2 separate regions of the Sus scrofa genome follow, and region 1 is linked to region 2. The links are chromatin contacts, called in public Hi-C maps. All regions are on one chromosome and are shown on one strand. Each heading gives the region's core, a stretch centred on a gene start, on an enhancer-like site or on the middle of the called end of the contact. The rest is flanking DNA. Distances are from core to core; before and after follow the strand shown. Region 1 overlaps CMSS1 (protein CMSS1). Region 2 overlaps CMSS1 (protein CMSS1).

Evidence for each region. Hi-C and Micro-C count contacts between places; a contact is called where the count stands out from the background.
Region 1: a Hi-C map of alveolar macrophages shows a contact between it and region 2, with 2.3 times the contacts expected there. The contact joins two enhancer-like sites. A contact is called at or near these places in 1 of 5 promoter capture datasets (liver), 3 of 47 Hi-C or Micro-C datasets (alveolar macrophages, embryonic fibroblasts and skeletal muscle) and 2 of 2 datasets of contacts at active chromatin or transcription factors (alveolar macrophages and skeletal muscle).

What each region holds. Positions count from the first base shown.
Region 1 is chr13:159,176,607-159,182,582 of Sscrofa11.1, reverse strand. All of the region lies in intron 1 of CMSS1 (protein CMSS1), which reads left to right. All of the region lies in intron 5 of FILIP1L (filamin A-interacting protein 1-like), which reads right to left. Among named protein-coding and RNA genes, the nearest start is that of CMSS1, 13 kb to the left of the region's middle. Within about 2 kb of position 4,337, at least 17 of the 83 cell types and tissues checked have an H3K27ac peak or open chromatin away from gene starts, as enhancers often do. A contact at or near this core is called in alveolar macrophages, where this site is marked.
Region 2 is chr13:159,128,150-159,133,536 of Sscrofa11.1, reverse strand. All of the region lies in intron 1 of CMSS1 (protein CMSS1), which reads left to right. The region is part of intron 4 of FILIP1L (filamin A-interacting protein 1-like); the gene reads right to left. Among named protein-coding and RNA genes, the nearest start is that of CMSS1, 61 kb to the left of the region's middle. Within about 2 kb of position 1,631, at least 4 of the 83 cell types and tissues checked have an H3K27ac peak or open chromatin away from gene starts, as enhancers often do. A contact at or near this core is called in alveolar macrophages, where this site is marked.

The sequences.
Region 1 (5,976 bases), core at 3,088-5,587, 46 kb before region 2:
GTGGAGAAGCAGGCATTGTTTAGGACACAGAGACAGCTTGGCGATTTTGGCTTTGTTGAAAACGCTAGGTTCCAGGAACACATCAGAATAAAGATTGTCAAATTGAAGAAAAAATTTCAGTAAAGCAGTTCTGCCAACATGAGTTAAGTTTATGCTGTGTGCAAGGCCCTCAAGTGTAGATAATATTAGATACAAAGATATATAGGTTATGTTTCTTGCTTTTGGGCAGTTATAGTATAGTGGGTGATAAGATCAAAAGGTCATGAAATTTCCAGAGAAAGATTAATTTCAACTAAGGGGTCTAAGAGAGCTTCATAAAAGTAGCATTTGACTTGGGCCTCAAAAGACTTTTACAGTTTTTAACAGCAGTAATTGGAGAGCATTCCAGAGTAAAGGAATACTTTTGGCAATGTCCCTAAGGTAGGAAATTGGATACAAGATGGAGTGACTTCAAATTAGGTTGTGTTTGAGAAGCAGAATGGGAGTGTAGACTAGATATCAAAAATTATACCTGATTCTGTAGATAGTGTATGTATGTAGTGGGGGAATAGTAAGGACATAGGTTAGCAAAGACACATTATGGAAGTAGAAATGTATTAATATTTAATAGTTAACATACGAGGCTTGAGAGAGGAATCACAGATGGGTTGAATGATTTGGACTGGGAAAGTGGGTTTTGGTGTATAAAGGAGTAAAGGCTTGATTTAGTTCATATTTGCTTAGAAATACACTCTTATTTTCTTTTATTTGGGAAGAACACTCCTTGAATATGAATACTCCTTGGTAAAGAGATGGGGACAATGTCTCAGCTAATAACTATAGCTCTCTCATAATCCACAATGATGGTGATGATGACTTCCTCTTTTATTGCATCATCCTTTTCTTGCTATGAACTCAAAGACAGAAATCTTTTAAAAATGCATTGTAGTGTTCACCATAGATTTGTAATATCGCTTTTCATGGAAACCTTTCTTATGTTGTTTTTCATTCTATAGAAATTTGTTTCCACATTTTATTGTACTGATAAAGTACAATAAAGTAAATACTACACAGCCCTGGCTAAAAATATGAGTCCTTCAATTAAGGCTAAACTATATGGGGAATATGCTTCCTTTTGGTACAGTCAGCCTTCTCTATGCCTAGGCACTAGTTGAGTTTTGAGGCTTTAGTGTTCTTACTGATTTTTTTTTTTTTTTTTGGTACTTAATCCTAAATATAGCAAATGAAATGTTGATACTCCGATATCATTCTCCTGCCAGGAGAGAATCAGAGATTCAGGCTCTTCATTTTAGCATTATTTTAACAATGAAAAATGGACACAGTTTAAGACTCTAACAAGCCAGATAGAGTAAGTGAATTATACTATAATCACATGAAAATATTATGCTATCTTTAAATAATGATGCTTTTGAAAATATAGGGAAATAATTAGAAATGTTAAAAGCAGGCTTTAAAACTGTATACTTGCTTTAACTATGTATCTTTGAACAGAAAATACTAGAAAAAAAAATACACCAGTGCTATCAGTGGTTAACTCTGGTTAGTAAAGTTATAGATGCTTTTTTTTTTCTTATATCTTCTATATTCTCTACTTTCTGTAATAAGTATTCAGTTTTTAAAAGCAACACTAAGTTATATTAAGGCATAAAAAAAGAAAGGAAATGCTTCAGAGACCAGAACATTTCTGTAAACATCGACCATATTCTTCAAACCATGAATAGCAGCTGCAGTTGAAATCATAATACAAGTCAGCTGATCTTATAACCATAGCATTGATAATACACTTTCCAAGATAGATTTCAGTGATGTCCTTTAACTTTGTCAAGATTTAGGTTGGTTGTCCTATTTAGTGTACAAAAATCTATGTTGGGAGCCTACTTAAATTGTCGATCCCTGGGCTTTTCCTCTAGAATCTATATTCACTTTCTATGGAGGCATCCAGGAATTCACATATTTAATAAACCTCAGGGTGATTTATCTGATGCATGTGGTCAGCCTAACATACTTTGATAAACACCGCCATAGTCAAACCTCATTTAAATGTAAACGTTGAGTTTTCTTTTCACCTGGAACTCTGACCTGCCTGTATATGGGAGGGTCAACACTGTGGATGGCCAGGGTTTCATGGCCCAGTGGTCTTACATGCCCACCAGGACCACCTGAGGGGCTTAAAACAATGCAGGTGCCTATATCCCATCTCAGAATCTACTGACTCAGATTGTCTAGGAGTGTGATATGAATACCATAGGTTATTACGAACTGAAATCTGTCCAGTAAACTAATTGGTATGGAACGCAGTATTGGCGGGCCTTGTTTATTGTAAGCTGTATTGATATATGTTGGCGAAGACAATATGACTTGAAATGGTGGTCATTGGTAGAGTCAGCTGCCTGAGAGTTACTGGGCTCCCATTGTTTCTACATCTTTGCTGCTGCAATTAATTTTGTGTTTTCTTGATAACTCTTGATTTCACTTTGTAGTTTTTACCTCTAGATGGCAGCAAAGGCTGGTTATATTAGGACAACTGTTATTCCAAAATCTTTAAAAAAAAAAAAAAAAGATGCTGTCTTTTTTTCTTGTATGAATTTTATACTTGGACGTGTTTCAGTAAATGAGGTATAGTGCTTTAAAATGTGTCATCTCTTGGAACATTTTTATAGAACATTATGTCAAATAGATTCAAGAAAGTTTTATCCAAATTTGGAGTGCATGGTGCAAGAGGAATCCATGCATATGGCTCTTTTAAGACCACACAGTGAATGTTCTACTAAGAGTTGGAGGCTCCTGGGTTTCATCAGAAAGCAGATGTCTTAGAAGATATTTAGCAAGTTGGAAAGCTCATTCATAGAAGAAAAGAATTTTTTTTTTTTTTTAATGTTTAAAACTCAGTTCAAAATGGAGATTGGGATTTGGAATGGATTGCAGGTCTGAAAAATGCTGAGTTCAGTGAGGCACAGGCCTTAGTTTTATTTAGGGAACAGTAGAAAGAAAAGGAGTAGTTATTAAATTTTTAAAATGTTAGCTTGTTTTGTCCATAGGTTCTTAAAATAAACTGAGCAATCTTTAAGACTCCCTGGTTCCAGGAAGTCATTAGACGGCAGTGAGCTTTAGTGCCCTCCCCTCAAAAAAAAAATTACCAAAAAGTAACAATTTTTTATTCAAAATCTTAATTCTGTAACTCAGTTTCTACTTGATCCTTATGCTCCTTCCCATTATCATGGAGGGCCAACATCCAAAAAAAAATCAGCATTTTTGGGGAAGCTATCAGATCCTAGTTAGACAGCTGGAGTCAGGATGTTTCCTTTTCTCTAAATGAAATTAATTTTGTAAGTGCTTTGAACTTTTTGGATATGTATTGGCAACATAATGTGTAACAAGGCTGTATTCACTCAGGAGTGTTCCTAACTCCAGAGACTGCCAGGCCCCTCATTACACCTTTAGCTCTAGAGGTTGAAAGGCTCAAGACTCTCAAAGACCTTGGGTCGTTTTCACTTGTGATCATTGGAGTGGTACAGGGCTGCCTTACTCCCTCAGGAACCCAGCTGTGGAATGCTTGGTCAAGGCCATGTGTTATCAGAATGACAGTGTTTTGTATTTTTGTTTTTATCTTTGTTTAATGGGAAAGTACATAAGTAATGATGATGGATATGATGATGAAAAGGAGGAAATACTAAACTGAAATGAAAATATCTTTGAAATATTGTTGCCTTCTTTTGTGTATTGTTTGGTAAATCACTGGTAACTTATTTTTTTAAAAAAGAAACTAACAGATAATGAATCTGGCAAATAGCCCAGAGTTTCATATGCTGCTTCAGCTTTTTTCTCTTCGTTTTCTCAGAACTTCCTCATTATACGATAAAATTTTATCACTAAAGATTTTATAGTTTTATATGACAAGGGATCCTTCAAAAGGAAACTGTAGTTTGATTAGCTACAGTAGTAGTTAGTGTAGTTCCAGCTAACCTCTTGTGAGAGGATATTTGGTTTTAAAGAGAACTGCCAAAGTGCTATGGTTTATATTTAAGAGTTGCCAGTTTCTTATGTGAAGAAAGGTTAGAGGAAATTGATGGTTTTATTTTATAATGTAACCTGTTTTTTTCATTGGTTTTTGTTTGTTTGTTTTTTCTTTTTAGGGCTGTATATGGATGTTCCCAGGCTAGGGGTCGAATCAGAGCTGCAGCTGCCGGCCTATGCCACAGCCACAGCAACTCAGGATTTGAGTCGCATCTGCGGCCTGCGCCACAGCTCATGACAACACCAGACTCTTAACCCACTCAGGGAAGCCAGGGATTGAACCCAAGTCGTCATGAATACTAGTCGGGTTCGTTACCACTGAGTCACAATGGGAACTCCTAATGTAACATGGTTTGTGGTTGTAACTAGTCACCTCTCAATCTCTTTGTAGTAATTACACCATGGGCAATGAGGGCAATCCAAGAATAAGCTTTGAAATACAGTTTTCAATAATCCTTCCTAATCTCAGTGCTTCTATTTTGGAACATCACATGTAGAAATAGAATGTTAAAATATACTAACCTTGTTGTCTTATTTATCCCCTTCCCATTTATTCATGAGATTTTTCACCTCAGCTTTTTTTCTTCTTCTTTTGTTTTGGTACCCACTCCCCTTCTTTCTCATTCTTTCATTTGTACCCATGTGAATTTTAAAAAGTTATTCATCAGGCTTGTATCTTACAGCAGCCTAGGGTTAGTTGCTAGAGCCGAATAGACCTGGGTCGGTCTCCATTCCAGTTCTGGCACCAGCTAGCTGTGTGTTCTTGAGCTGGCCAGTTAGCCTGTGCAGACCTTAGTTTCCTCATCTTGTAACCCTTACTTGGGGATTGAAATACCTACTTGCGACTTCTCCAATGGGTAGACATACTGTGTAAGAAAGTCCCTGGCACATCCAAAGTGTTAGTTATTATTAATGTCAACGTTATTATCTTTGTCTTTGTCTTTATATCTGTTAAGATGCCTATTTCTCAATCACAATCATAACTTACCTTCTTTGGTTATTTTACCTTTCTTTTCTTTTTTTTTTTTTTTTTTTCCGCTTTATCCTTTGTTCTCCCATCTCTCCAGTTAATTATTGGAGACATGTTGCTAAGCATAGCAATTGTGGCAGCTAACCACTGGGGCTGTGTTTCTAATCACATCTAGCCCAGAAAAGAACCCCTTCACACATCCTTTTCCCTCTTTATCCTACTTAGTCTATTCGTTATGAGCTTTTCCTTTTTAGAGTTCACCTGAGAACATTATTTTCTACTCTTTTGTGTCTTTTCCTATCTTTTAGTTGTTCAAAAAATGAAGGAGTTATACCAGCTATGAAGTCCTTTGACCCTGACATTCAGTGATTCTGTGAAAAGAACAAATGCAGCTGTGACCACCCAGGTGTGTTGTGAGACCTGCTCATCTTTATTGAGCACCTGCTACCAGCAGTATTTAGGTCTTGATAATGCAGAACAGTGGTTCTTAAATTTTATAAGCCCAAGAATGACTCAGACTGCTTATTAAGATGCAGATTCCCTGCACTGGAGTTCATAAATCTGGGTATGTGGAAATCTGTGGAGTCTTAGGTAATTCTGCTAAAGGTGATCAGTGACTGCAGTTTGAGAAACATTGATAGAAAGTTTCAAAAGTAAATGATAGGAGTTCCCACTATGGCACAACAGGATCTGCAGTATCTCTGCAGAGCCAGGGTACAGGTTTGACCCCTGGCCTGGAACAGTGGGATCACATCACAACTGCAGCTCAAATCTGATCCCTGGCCCAGGAACTCCATATGCCATGGGATGGCTAAAAAGGGAAAAAATAAATTTAAAATTTAAGTTTTTTTAAAAAGAAAGTAAATGATAGCTGATTCTTGCTCTCAAGAGATTATAATATAAGAGGGGTAACAAGTAATTATAACAAGAGGCAAAATGAAGTGCTATAATAAAGGTACGAACAAAGGTGTTTTGGAAACTCAGAGGAAGAT
Region 2 (5,387 bases), core at 382-2,881:
ATTTTTAAAATTACATTAAAATAGGATTGCTTCCTATTATGATGTACATATGTCTATAGAATTATTGTTTCCATATGTTTTGTCAAACAGAAATAATGAAAATAGTCAGCATGCTTCTTTAGTGTGGAGTGGAGAAAAGCTTGTTACAGAGAATTTACAGTTAGTGAAAATGGTGTGGAGGAAAGATGCAGGGCACAAAAATAAATATGTGTCATCTGTAATAGAATGTGGGCTCAATTTGACAGTTCTAGATCACTCTACCTGTGTACTAAGAAGTCTATTAAACTAACACCTGCTCTTCATATATATTGTTTCAAGAGAAGTGATTGACCATATCCTTCAGCCGAACTCAAAGTTTAATATTTGAAGTTTTGTATTAACATTTTAGATGTTGGTTTGTTAATTTTAAGTGTTACTCTTTATACTTGTGAGGTGTTTCAGTCTTTTTAGTCTTCTGTGCTTAGCTTGTACGTACTAAACATCCTTTGAGATTTTTATGCTAGATTTGATTTATTTCACATGAGGTAAAATGGCTGTCATGAAAGTTGCATAAAGCCTAAATACCTGAATCTCAGCTCCAAACTAGTAACATAAAGTACCTCTACCCAAAACTAGCATTTTATAAGTTGTTCTGCCTCCTTTACCCTCTGATGGATACAGAAGCTTCCTAACATTTGATGCTACATTTTTATATCTTTCTTAAATTTTTGTACTCATGCTTTGCATTGATGTTCATGTTTCTGACCTCCCAATTTCCATATAAAATATGTTAGTATTATTTCCACCTTTTCTTTAGCTGAAATAACTGAAGACTAGAGAAGTTAAATGGGTAAAAGACTTCTCTTGAAACAAGAGAAAAGATTAGGACCCTACTCCTGTGTTCCTTGCCTGTGCTATGTTACTCCCTGAAGCACTGGTACTGACCCAGCTATAACTCAGTGTTCCAGCTGAGGTTGTGGTATGTGACCACTGTCGTTAGGAACCAAGAATAACTCTCATTTGTTGAGTTTTTAGTTCATACCAGTCACTATGCTTAGTGCTCTACATGCACTCCATCATTTAATCTGTCCAACACATTTTGAGGTAGTATTAGCCATACTTTTCAGATGAGGAGATCCATTTGGAAGGGTAAAATTGCTTGACCAAGTTCACACTGCTAGTAAAGAAAGCAGAGATTTGAACCAGTGTTATATACAGCCTTAGTCTTGAGGATTTGCTCAGAATCTCTCAGAGGTGTTGTTAAGACGTGTTGATTTAACTGAGAAGTTTCTATCTTTATTTTCCAGACTAGATGTAGAACTGGGAAAAAACTAAGACTCGGCCTCTTTGGAGGCCACATACCAGAGCCACCCTGATTGTGCACTAAATAACCCTTGGGAGTGTTGTTTTACATTGGAGACATTGTGAATTAACATACTTACTAAGATAGTTCTCTTGAGGATGTTGGCAACATGTTCTATTAAAGTTAGAGTATTATAACAGTTTTCCAGCATATAAAAATCAAGGGTCTTGAAGAAGGGGTCTTTATCAAACTGATACAAGGATACCCTGTGTCTTTTATTGCGCACTCTAGCCAGCCATTGGCATTGTGCAGCATTGGCCACATGAGTCAATGAGTCGACAGACATTTATCTCTTTCCCTCTTCTTACAACATCCTCTTTGTGATGTAATTTTTGTTCTCTTAGCCCTGACATATATTTATTGTGAGAAGAATAGAGTTAATGACCATTGCGCCTCAGTCCTGGCTGAGGAAATTTTACTTTTCCACTGAAAATTTTACTGTCCAATTGCTATGTGACTCCTCCAAATTTATCATCAGGAATTTCCTACAAATGATTATACCTACAAATTAAAGTCCTTTCTACAGTTAGTAATCTGAATTTATTATCTAAAAATTAGATCTAAAAAGTTAGCTTTGGCATTTGGAAATGGTACAAAGGAATTTTTCTACCAAGCTAATTGTTTTCCAGTGTGAAAGGAGGATTTGTAGGTGACAAGCTTGGAAACTAGGATGTACCAATTTGATTGAACTATATGATGTCAGTTTTGTTAGTCAAAAACAGTTGAATGTCAGCAATTTCCCATGGTTCATGCTAATAGCCCGGAGGTTATTGCAGTGACCACAGCAACAGGTGTTATTAATAATGTCCACAATGTCATCATTATTTAACTGTTTTAAAATACTATTAACATATTACTAAGCATGTCAGAGCCAGTTTCTCTTTGTGAAGTGACTGCTCTTATTTTCTTTCTTGTCCTGTCTCCCCATCTTTGTTTCTTCTTGTGACAGTGAAATCTTTTAGTTATCTAAATAAGCACCAGAGAAGCATTATTCATAATTAGCTGAACTTTTCCTTCAGCTGCCCACAATTTGCACTACTAGTTCTTTCCTCAAGTTAAGAGCGATATGCACCGCTCTCTGGAAGCTCTGCTTCAAACTTTAGGATGATAAAGCTAACTTTGAATGACACACTTGCCCCTTTGCCTCTGTAAAAGAGTATATGTGGAAACACTGTAACATGCAACAAAACCCCAACAATTGTTATTGTGGGCATGGCCCTGTTATGAAAAGCTGAACGGAGTCAGTCAGGACAGATCCAGGGTAATGTAAAAAGTGGCAGAATGCTGTGGTCCTGCACTGTATTAGGCTACAGTTGGATTAACCAGAGTGTGAGCCTTTAAAGGTGCTAAGGTATTCCACCTGACAGAACATTCTAACGCCTCATGGGCAGCCTTCTTGCAAAATGGCTTTGCCTCTGAACTTGGGTAAACCTGCCATGGAGGTAGTGCTGGTCTCTTTTTTGCTGCCACAGAATGTAGGAGGAAAGCTGAAAGGACTGAGCAACTGTGGAACATGGAGCCAAAAGGAAAGTCTGTGGGTGAAAGCAGCTTCTCTCTGTGCCAGGGATGATCAGTTTTCTGACCAGCCTCTTTCATTCACTCTTTTTTTCTGTTCTTCAGGTGGTATCTGCCTAGCTCTGTACACATAAATGCGCACACAAAATATACCTCATCACCACCCAGCATAGCACTTACACTGTGTACTGAGGGCTTTATACGAGCAGTTAATGAGCTGCAGTGAACTTGAATTTATATATAGACCATCTCACTCTTTTCTGTAGCCCAGATCTCCTGGCCAGGCCTCCATAGCCCTCGAAGTTTCCAGAGGCTCTTCAACTAGTCCTATTCTTACTTCAGCTGACTTTGCTTTTAGAAAAGGACCAATACCCTTTGAAAATTAGCTCAGGCAAATTACAGCAACAGTGGCAGTGGTGATATTAGGGGACGGGAAACCCTTTATTAACATTAAAGTGAATGCTATTTTTGTGGTTTTAAAAATTAATTTAAAAGTAGTTCACGGAGTTCCTGTCCTCGCGCAGTGGTTAACGAACCCAACTAGGAACCATGAGGTTTCGGGTTCAATCCCTGGCCTCGCTCAGTGGGTTAAGGATCCAGCGTTTCCGTGAGCTTGGTGTAGGTCACAGATGCGGCTCGGATCCCATGTTGCTGTGGCTCTGGCGTAGGCCAGCGCTACAGCTCCGATTAGACCCCTAGCCTAGGAACCTCCATGTGCCGCGGGTGCAGCCCTAGAAAAGACAAAAAAAATTTTTAAAGTTTTTTTAAATTAAAAAAATAAAAATAGTTCAGTGCCCATGTCATAATTTGGAAAATGCAGAAAAATAAAAAAGACATTTAACAAGCCCATGTATTGTATTTTCTTTTAATTTTTTACCAAGCATTTGTAAAGCATAATTGTCTTCCTACTGTGGGCTATATGTGTGTATTATGTCTTACTTTTTACCTTTATAATATGTATTTTAATTATGTTCCTGGCTTTCCTGTAGACACTGGGTCATTTAAAAGTGTATATTTGCATATTTTCCCTAGAAATGGTAGTCACAAAGCTAAACACTGCCTGCCGTCCCACTGAATTGCCATGGTTTTTGATCTTCAATGAGTGAAACATGGACGTCTGTATTTAATGGAGACTCTTCTGTTGATCAGAAACCTCCTGTTCTTGGTTTGCATAGGATACTAAAGGGACCTTGTCAACTAGTTTGTACTCCATGTCTTTTTTAAGTAATGCCTTTTTTTTTTTCCTTTTTACGGCCGCACCTGTGGCATATGGAAGTTCCCGGGTCAGGAATCGAATTGGAGCTGCTGGGCTTACACCACAGTCATGGCAACACCAGATCTAAGCCACAGCTTGTGGCAATGCCAGATCCTTAACCCGCTGAGCAAGGCCAAGGATTGAACCCATATTTTCATTGAAACGACATGGGTCCTTAACCCACTAAGCCACAGTAGGAACGCTAAGTAATGAATTTTTAAAGAAACGACTCTGACAGATTTTTCTGTATAGTTGTGAAGCTTGATTTCAGGCCACATATTTGTGGAGGAAGACCTAAGGATTCAAAGTACAACTGAACAGGTTTTTTACATGGAACTCATTGGAGCAATTTAGGTTGTCTTTGGAATAGTTGGCCAACTAAGGGTCAAACAAATGGGTGAGTTGAATTTATGTTTCACTTATCATTGGAAACTCAAATATAATAATGCATTAATTACTATAAACTTTTAATCACATAAACTCATTGAAATGTCTAGAAGGCCTAAGGAAGTAAAGCATTTAAGAAATAAAGAAAAGTAAGAGTAAAATGGTTCATTCTGACTTTTGTGGAAGACATTTTATAATATTCCCTCCTGTCCCCAGTTCTACTTTGCCCATTATTTACAGTTGGTTATTGCTTAATGTGAATATGACTTTTAGTTGTGAAATTTTATCTATCAGGCAACTTCTTCCAAACCCCAGAAGGACAAAATAAAACTATCTCACAAAACAATCAGTAGTGGTATTATAGAATAAATGCTTCACTTCCCTACATTATGGCTAAAGATGTCCTCACTGGGGAAAATGATGAACAAATTAAGACATAAAAAAATGTGCTTAGATGGAGTTCCCTGATGGCTCAGTGGGTTAAGGATCCAGCCTTGTTACTGATGTGGCATGGGTTCGATCTCTAGTCTGGGAGCTTCCACCTGCCAAGAGGAAAAAAAAAAAAAGAAATGTGCTTTGAGTTTTATTAAAAAGGATGATCGTTTCATAAAATCACATTTTACAGTGTAAAAGCCCTTAGAAAACATCTACTCTATTACCACTCTTTGTTCTCCCTTTTTAAATAGATGAAATAATTGCAGCTCAGAAAGTTTTTAAAGGAGTTGCCTCAGGTCAGAGAGTAAATTGGTGATCCAGCCACTGTGTTGTATGGTTCTATATGTCTCTGCTGGGAAACATGAAAAATCAAAAATGCCTGTATTTCACAATGTAATTAGAATTTTCAAAAAGAATGTGTTTGAAATCCTAATTAATATTAGTGTAATGTAC